2 separate regions of the Rattus norvegicus genome follow, and region 1 is linked to region 2. The links are chromatin contacts, called in public Hi-C maps. All regions are on one chromosome and are shown on one strand. The core of a region is the stretch at or near the end of the contact, and the rest is flanking DNA. Distances in the headings are between cores, read along the strand shown.

What was found. Hi-C and Micro-C count contacts between places; a contact is called where the count stands out from the background.
Region 1: a contact with region 2 is called in a Hi-C map of the A7r5 cell line, with 3 times the contacts expected there. The contact joins two enhancer-like sites. A contact is called at or near these places in 2 of 12 Hi-C or Micro-C datasets (the A7r5 cell line and psoas muscle).

Annotation. Positions count from the first base shown.
Region 1 is chr6:38,920,682-38,924,413 of GRCr8, forward strand. No RefSeq gene overlaps it. Among named protein-coding and RNA genes, the nearest start is that of Rdh14, 47 kb to the left of the region's middle. Within about 2 kb of position 2,045, at least 4 of the 93 cell types and tissues checked have an H3K27ac peak or open chromatin away from gene starts, as enhancers often do. A contact at or near this core is called in the A7r5 cell line, where this site is marked.
Region 2 is chr6:38,392,644-38,396,199 of GRCr8, forward strand. No RefSeq gene overlaps it. Among named protein-coding and RNA genes, the nearest start is that of Osr1, 300 kb to the left of the region's middle. Within about 2 kb of position 2,143, at least 3 of the 93 cell types and tissues checked have an H3K27ac peak or open chromatin away from gene starts, as enhancers often do. A contact at or near this core is called in the A7r5 cell line, where this site is marked.

The DNA of each region.
Region 1 (3,732 bases), core at 795-3,294, 530 kb after region 2:
CTGGGAGGATACACAATACCTTGTTACAAACCATGTAATGTTTTAAAAAGTATCTATCTGACAGCCTTGGCTAAAGCCAGATCTTCTATCTCGATTACTTCAATATGTCAGGTCCATATCGCACCACTGCATCCAGGATTTCAGAGCCAAGACCTCTGTCTTGTCCAACCTTTCCATCTGGAAGCAATGAGCTTAATATTCTGGCTCTCCCCCCATAAAAGCTATGTCACAAAAAAGTAGCAGCATGTGAACTGCTCCCCTCCCCCAAGACACACTGGGACTCCTCATCCCCTGTATGCTCTCTTCAGTTACACTGAAAGACCATCCCACCTCTCCCCTCCCCATAAACCAGAATCTGCCTGTAACAGCATAGTACCAGGAGAGAAGGAATGAATTGACAATCATTTACACTTTAATCCCACTTTTGACATTTTGAGAGATGCAGCTTAAAAATATACTTGAGGCTTAGGGACTCCCTCTGTCCAGCTGTGTTCACTAGAGAAGAGACATCCCCTTCCTTTCATGGATCCTACTGCTTCTGGTGTCCCACTGGAGACCCAGATTTCAAGCTTATTTCATATTGAGCTTTTCCTTCTGTGTTGATAAAGGTCATCACCATCACTAAGTTCTGCGGTTGGTAGTTCCCAGTGATAACAGCCTTCCTTGTTTTATATGTTTGATTCGTGCATTCATTCACTTTTTTGTGTGTGTGTATTTGGTTTCCGATCGAATGCCTAGCAGCTTCTTTTGTATGTCTTCTGTTTCACTGCAAAATCACATGGGTGTCTGGTTCCCAGCGCCTGTGTTGTGAGAAAGGACAACCTCGGCTCTGGAACAGTTAGGTGGGTGGTCCCCATAAGCCACTGCTGCGTTTGATTCTTCGGGTGGTCAATAAGCACAGGTAGGTGCTGGTCATTCTCGGTCTACACACCGAGAATGGTGGAAACGAAGTCCGGGAATGTGTGTGCCGGAACAAGTCACCGAGGAAAAGCCATCTGCGCATGTTCAAAGTCAGGAGACTGGAAGAGCTAGATCAGTGGCAGCAAATGATGCAATGCACAGAGCCAGGGGGAAACCATGGGAACTGCACCGAGAACTCGGGGCTTTGCCTGGAAATGATATAATGCTGCTGTTCACCCTCCAATGAATCTGAGTCCTGGAGTTCTGGAAGATTAGTGTAGCTGGAAATCACCCTCCTGCTGAGCTCCCTGGGCTTTGGCTACTTTTCTGTTCTCCTTCAGCTGGAAGCTTCTAGGGGCAGAGGTCAGCTTTCCTGTGTTGAATCTTTAGGGAAGGGCCTCTGGATCCTGGGAGAGAATTGAAAAGATCAACTCATCCCAATCCCTTGCTTTATATGAAGGACACCTCACTCTTGGAAAGGGGGAGTAGATTGCCCAAGGTCACCCAAGCCCTCAAACAAATTTATTTAGGCTAATTCAGGAGACATCCATTTGGGAACAAGCCAAGCCCACATTTGTTAAGGACCTTAGTCTGCAGTGTCCTAAAGCCCCGTGCATCCATTCACATACACGAGAGTGTTTTAAAGTGCTCATCTGAGAGCTATTATATAGGCAGGGCTTCCAGCCCCCTGACTCCATAGGCAGTATGCACAAAACCTGTTTCCTCAAATGCTGCCTGCTGCACTGGAGTTAACCTCTTTTTTGGCAAATTAGTTCATGACCTGGGAACAGTCGAACGAAACTGTAGGCACATCAAGAGGACATTATTTGTGCTCTGTCTTTTTTTAGACCAAGTCTCTGATGTGTTTATTTGCAAGCTTGGCTCATGGTTACTATCCCACTACTTACAGTTAATCCCATGTTTTCTTTGAGCTACCTTTAAATCCATGTCAAATGAAAAATACGGCCTGATTCTAAAGTGTGTGGTATTATGAAGGAATCCCACGGTTTATGATCTCGAATTTGTTGTCAGATGTATTTAGCTCTTGCTTTTCTTTTTCTTTCCTCTCCTTCCTTCTTTGCACCCTCCCACCCCAGTTCAGGCTTAAGTCAGCTGAAAAGGTTTTCCTGTGAGTCACGAAGATGCAGGGACGGAAGATGCCATATAGTGTTTCCTGGAGATCTTTTTGTTCTATAAAAATGATCCTGTACAGAGAAAGCTCACCTCAGCTGCAGCCTCTGCAGACTGTTTCAAGGGGCAGGGACCATGCCTGCTTTACCTTGCTATGTTACTCCTGACACTGTGTTTGCCAGGCAGGGATATTAGTGAGTATATGTAAAATTATGGTTGCCAATATAAGCCTACAGTCAATGCCTCATGTTACTTGTCATTGCTACTCCTAACATGATTTTTAATTTTTTTCCTTATTTTCTTAGTGTTTATGAGGCAAAACTAACTTAGTTTCAAGGGAAAAGGGAGCAATTTTATTTTTAAAGCAATTTAACATTGAATTAAATATTTAGGAGATGACTCAAACTAGATAAATACACACAGGATCTGGTGTTTTTTCTCCACCACTTAAAAAGCAACTGAAGAAAAACTGAAGGTTGTATTTTCCAGTGCTGTTTTAAACAAAGATAAACATCATATTAGAATCATTCTTTTGTAACTGTTTTAGAGGTTTGGATTATTTGACCTCTCAATTCTGAAAGGTTCTTAGCAAATAAAGATTTGATACCTGGATACATCTAGATGGTTAGAGACAACAACACAGATAGAAGAAGTAACAGAGTTATCTTAAGTCTGGACTTCTTCCCTTAGCTTTCTGGTTTCATCATCTTTAAAAGTCTATGGGTTTGCCTTGTGCCAAGGATGGAAGGCAAATGGAGAGAAACTACAGTAACATCCCGGGTACCTTCATACTCATGTAATAGTTTCCCCAACACCGCATAGCTCAACTCAGGATGAAACATAAGGACACACCAAATGCTTTGTATTGATGTGAGGAGGCCTGTGGCCTCAACTTGACAAATCTCAGGATTATGTTGAAGTCATATAATGCACCATGTTAGAAGGAGGAGGAGGTGGAGAAAAAGAGGAGGAGGAGGAAAGCAAAGATTATGAGGAGATCAAGGGGAAGAAGAAGAAGAAGAAGAAGAAGAAGAAGAAGAAGAAGAAGAAGAAGAAGAAGAAGAAGAAGAAGAAGAGGAAGAGGAAGAGGAAGAGGAAGAGGAAGAGGAAGAGGAAGAGGAAGAGGAAGAGGAAGAGGTAAAACAGCAGAAGCAGGAGGAAGAGTAGGAAAAGTTGAAGGAGGATAAGGGTGAGGAAGAAGAAGAGGAGGAGCTGAGAAGGAGAGGAGGAGGAGGAGGAGGAGGAGGAGGAGGAGGAGGAGGAGGAGGAGGAGGAGGAGGAGAAAACCTTAATGTAAAATTCTCACTCTCAGTACCTCCTTTGATGGCTGAACCTCCAGCTGTTCTGCGTACCTGTGAACATCCCACTAATTGTTCCACTTCCTGGGAGCCCTTCATAACTCCAGTCAGACTAATAATTACAAACTCCAGAGCCAACATGTGTTTTCACCATCTAGATGAACAGATGTTTTCCCACTTTCAGCAGATCCAGAGGCCCCTGCCTGCCCCCATCATGCCCACTGTCTCCTGTGTGAATTTTCTATAGATTGCTCCAGAAAAGAGATGGCAGGGATAGACTCAAAGACTTGGACATGGTTCAAGAACCTGTGTGGTCAAATTGTTAACTGACCTTTGAACTGCCAGTACATTTTGAGATGCTTGTCGAAATCCACAAAGCTCCCTAGAGATGTGGTTAGGCTAT
Region 2 (3,556 bases), core at 893-3,392:
CTAGAAGAATGGCATCTAACATTACCAAAATTTCATCCCCTCTTTGAAAACAGGACTTTACTTTTGCAAATACAGTCCTCTAATTCTCTTATAGATTTGAAAGATAAGCATATTTCTTTTCCAAGTCATTTTTATTCATTGGCATTCCAACACAGATGGTATCTGTATCATGGTGTGATAAAGATGTTTTTAGAAAGTACTAGGTTGGTGGTATAAGTTCATAGAAAATAGGTCTCAACTATAAAAAGTAGCGTGGAAGCAGACTTTTGGAGTAATGACATTAACAGAGATGTGCTTATTTCATTGGTACATTCAGAATGACAAAAACAAAGATTTTTCCCCCTATGTTTGAATTCATGCATTTCATTGTGTGGAATGGGAGGACGTGTTCATATGCCATGTGGAGGTTATTGGTACATTAGCGCCCCAACTTGGTTTTTACTTAGGCAGGTGAGGCTGAGAATTCTTTTAGTAAGAGGTGAAAAAAAATGACCACCTATTTCAAGTCTTAGTGGATTATCAAGGAAAACGAAAACTAAATAGAAGCCAGAAACACAACAGACCTTAATGAAATTTTAGATTGCTTAAAATATTCCTTTAATCTTTCTTTCTTTCCCAGGAGGGGTGTGGGGAACATCTATTATTGCTAACAGAATGAGAAAGAAGCTGACCTTTCTAGTGACCTTCCATAAGCACTAAGTCCTTGATATGCTTGTGGTTTCTATCCTATACAGACAATGTACAAATTCACTCTGGAAGAGTAGCACACTGACTTTGATTTCCAATTCCTGATTAAGAAATTTAATACAGTACACACTATGTAAGCAGTTGTCATGGTATATTGTTTAGTGAATAACAATGAAAGAGTAGTTCCTGTATGTTCAAAAGTTTTGGGGGTATAGTTTTGATCTGTGATTGGTTCAATCTACAGACTTAGAACTTGTGAATACAAAGGACTGATTTCACAAGAGCAAAGCATATGGGGGATGCTTATCATTAATAAATTTAAGCTACTGGCAAATTAGACCATGTGTTATAAACTATTTGTCTGTTTAGCAAATATTTAAAAATTCTACTATGAGTCCAGATGATTTCTTTTCTAAAATCCGGAGTGTGTGGAACAGATAATGGACAAGTAGAAAACTAAAGGACAGAAGAGTGTCTTTAATTCTATGGTGTGAGATTTATTGGGGTCCAATGGGAATTAAACTTGAGGTCCTCCTTGTTCATAATCTATACATGATGATATATACTAGTTAAGTCTGCCAGCAACACAGAGCTGCAGGATTCATAGCCCTTCAGCTAAAAGTAAGAAAAGGCCAGAATATTTGAGACTATCCTCTTGGCTTTCAAATACTCAAACACTGATTGATGCTACTTCATAACCCTTCACATCTGCGGGAGAATGTCTGACCTACAGAGAAAGTGTAGAAGACCCAATCAGAAGTTGTTTTTGGCAAAAAGAAAGAGGATTGCATTAGTGTAACTTGAATTCCTGGATTGCTTTGGACAATGCCAAGATCTGGGACTAAATTCTAGATAAGCTAAATTTCCCAGCCTTCTATTCAGTCATGTCAGAAAGAACCCAAGTTAGTGTACAAATATTTTTCACTCAGTGGAACACTTCAGAATTTAGGTGTATTTTCAGGGGCCAGCCATTTCATTGGGACTAGACCAACATGAATTCATCAGCACACATAATACACAAAATCAAGGTATGTGGAAACTAGTTTTAGTCTTCCTTTTAACTCCAGATAAGTGGAAGAAATACTGCCTTTCTCCTAAAGGAAAAGTTCGATGTATCCATTGTACTCGTCTCTAAGCATTGTAGTTGTATTCCCAATATAGAGGGAGCAGACAGTTCATATAGAAGGAAAACCACAGATCTTCATAGTTTCCCTCTGTTGTTCTCACCGCTCTTGATTTTTCTAAACAGAACATTTGTTTGGAGTGAACAACAATGTTTGTTTCCATTTTGATAACAACAGAAGAAAACTGCACATACCACTTGAATTTGGAAGATCCCGTTTTTTTTTTTTTTTTTCAACTAAACTATGTGGTTACATTCTTCAAACACAGCTGGCAGGGTAGGGTTTCCAAACGTGCTATTTTGGTGGCACTGTGGGATACTCTAAGGGATAAAGTATTCTACAGTCTGACTTGTTGTTTGTTGTAAATTCCTTAGGAGGAAAGAAGCTACTTGAATGACCATAGCGTCACAGTTGTGAGTGACAGGGCTAGCCAAAGGCTTTTTAGGGTTAAAAGCAGGGAATAGAACTTAATACCCTAATGGTAGGAAGAAACCTTCAAATATTCGATGTGGGAGAGACATACATGAGGAGAATAAACAGTAAAGGCTTGAAGGAGGATGGAAAAGACATCACTTTCAAGTAGATCTAAAAATTAAAACAATGTATCCTGTAACTTCTACAGTCTACTCTAAAAAAATCAAAATCAAAAACAAAAATGAAAAACAAACACCTTTAAATTCTTGAATGTGTTTGGGACACCAGAGCCAAGTGCCCTCACCAGGCATCTTTTGAGTAGAGCTTGCAAATGCTATGAGTCCATCCTGTGTTGGAGTTTGAGGATACAAAAGGAACAAATGTGGCCATGGAGTGGCTTTTCCTAGGACTGTAAGGGAAGCATTGAGGAGTAGGAGTGAAAGCATGAGTGTAGGCTTATATTTTCCAAAAGCTTCTTTTTTTTTTTTTTTTGGTTCTTTTTTTCGGAGCTGTGGATCGAACCCAGGGCCTTGCACTTCCTAGGTAAGCGCTCTACCACTGAGCTAAATCCCCAGCCCCCAAAAGCTTCTTTAGTAAGGTTTCATAAACACTTTATGCTCCCTTCTAATCCAGTACTCAGCAGAAGTGGTGGAAAGGAAAAGTTAATAGGCCAAAGAAGAATGTTGACCTGTTTAGAAATAGTTCTTTGGGGAGATTCCAATCTTCATTGTCAAGACAGTAGCAGCTTAGTTCACATGAATCAGCAGCAGTATTTTGATCCACTCACAAATGACATTCAAGAATCAGCCAAGGCAGTTAGACCCAGAAGAAACCCTGAGGTTCTGCCATTCATCCAAAGTCAAAACACCACCAAAAGTTCTTCGATGCTTTTCCCTCTACAAAGTCCTGAAGTCCTGACAAATGATGATCATTGAAGAAGGCAAGGTGAACCAGTGTAATCGCTTCATCACTGAAGACCAGTATCAGCAAAGCCCAACAAGGAACAGCAGAGCAAAAGACAAACCAGTGCCACACAGCGTCATCTACTGTCTGCTGGGTTATATTTACAAACTTTCCAAACATCACATGTTCCCTCAAGTGTCCACTCTAGCAAAATATCACATTCCTTTTTTCAGGAGGACCCAAATAAATACCATATGTCTGTTCTCAGCAAAATATCCTCGCTTGTGTTTGCTTCTCGTAATGCAGTTTCCAGTAAAACATCTCACATCTCATAACATAACTGAATCTTCAAAGAAACCAGAAATTCCCATTTCAGGTGATACTTAAGGTCGAGGAGTAATTTAGAAGGGGACTGGAGATGTAGCTTA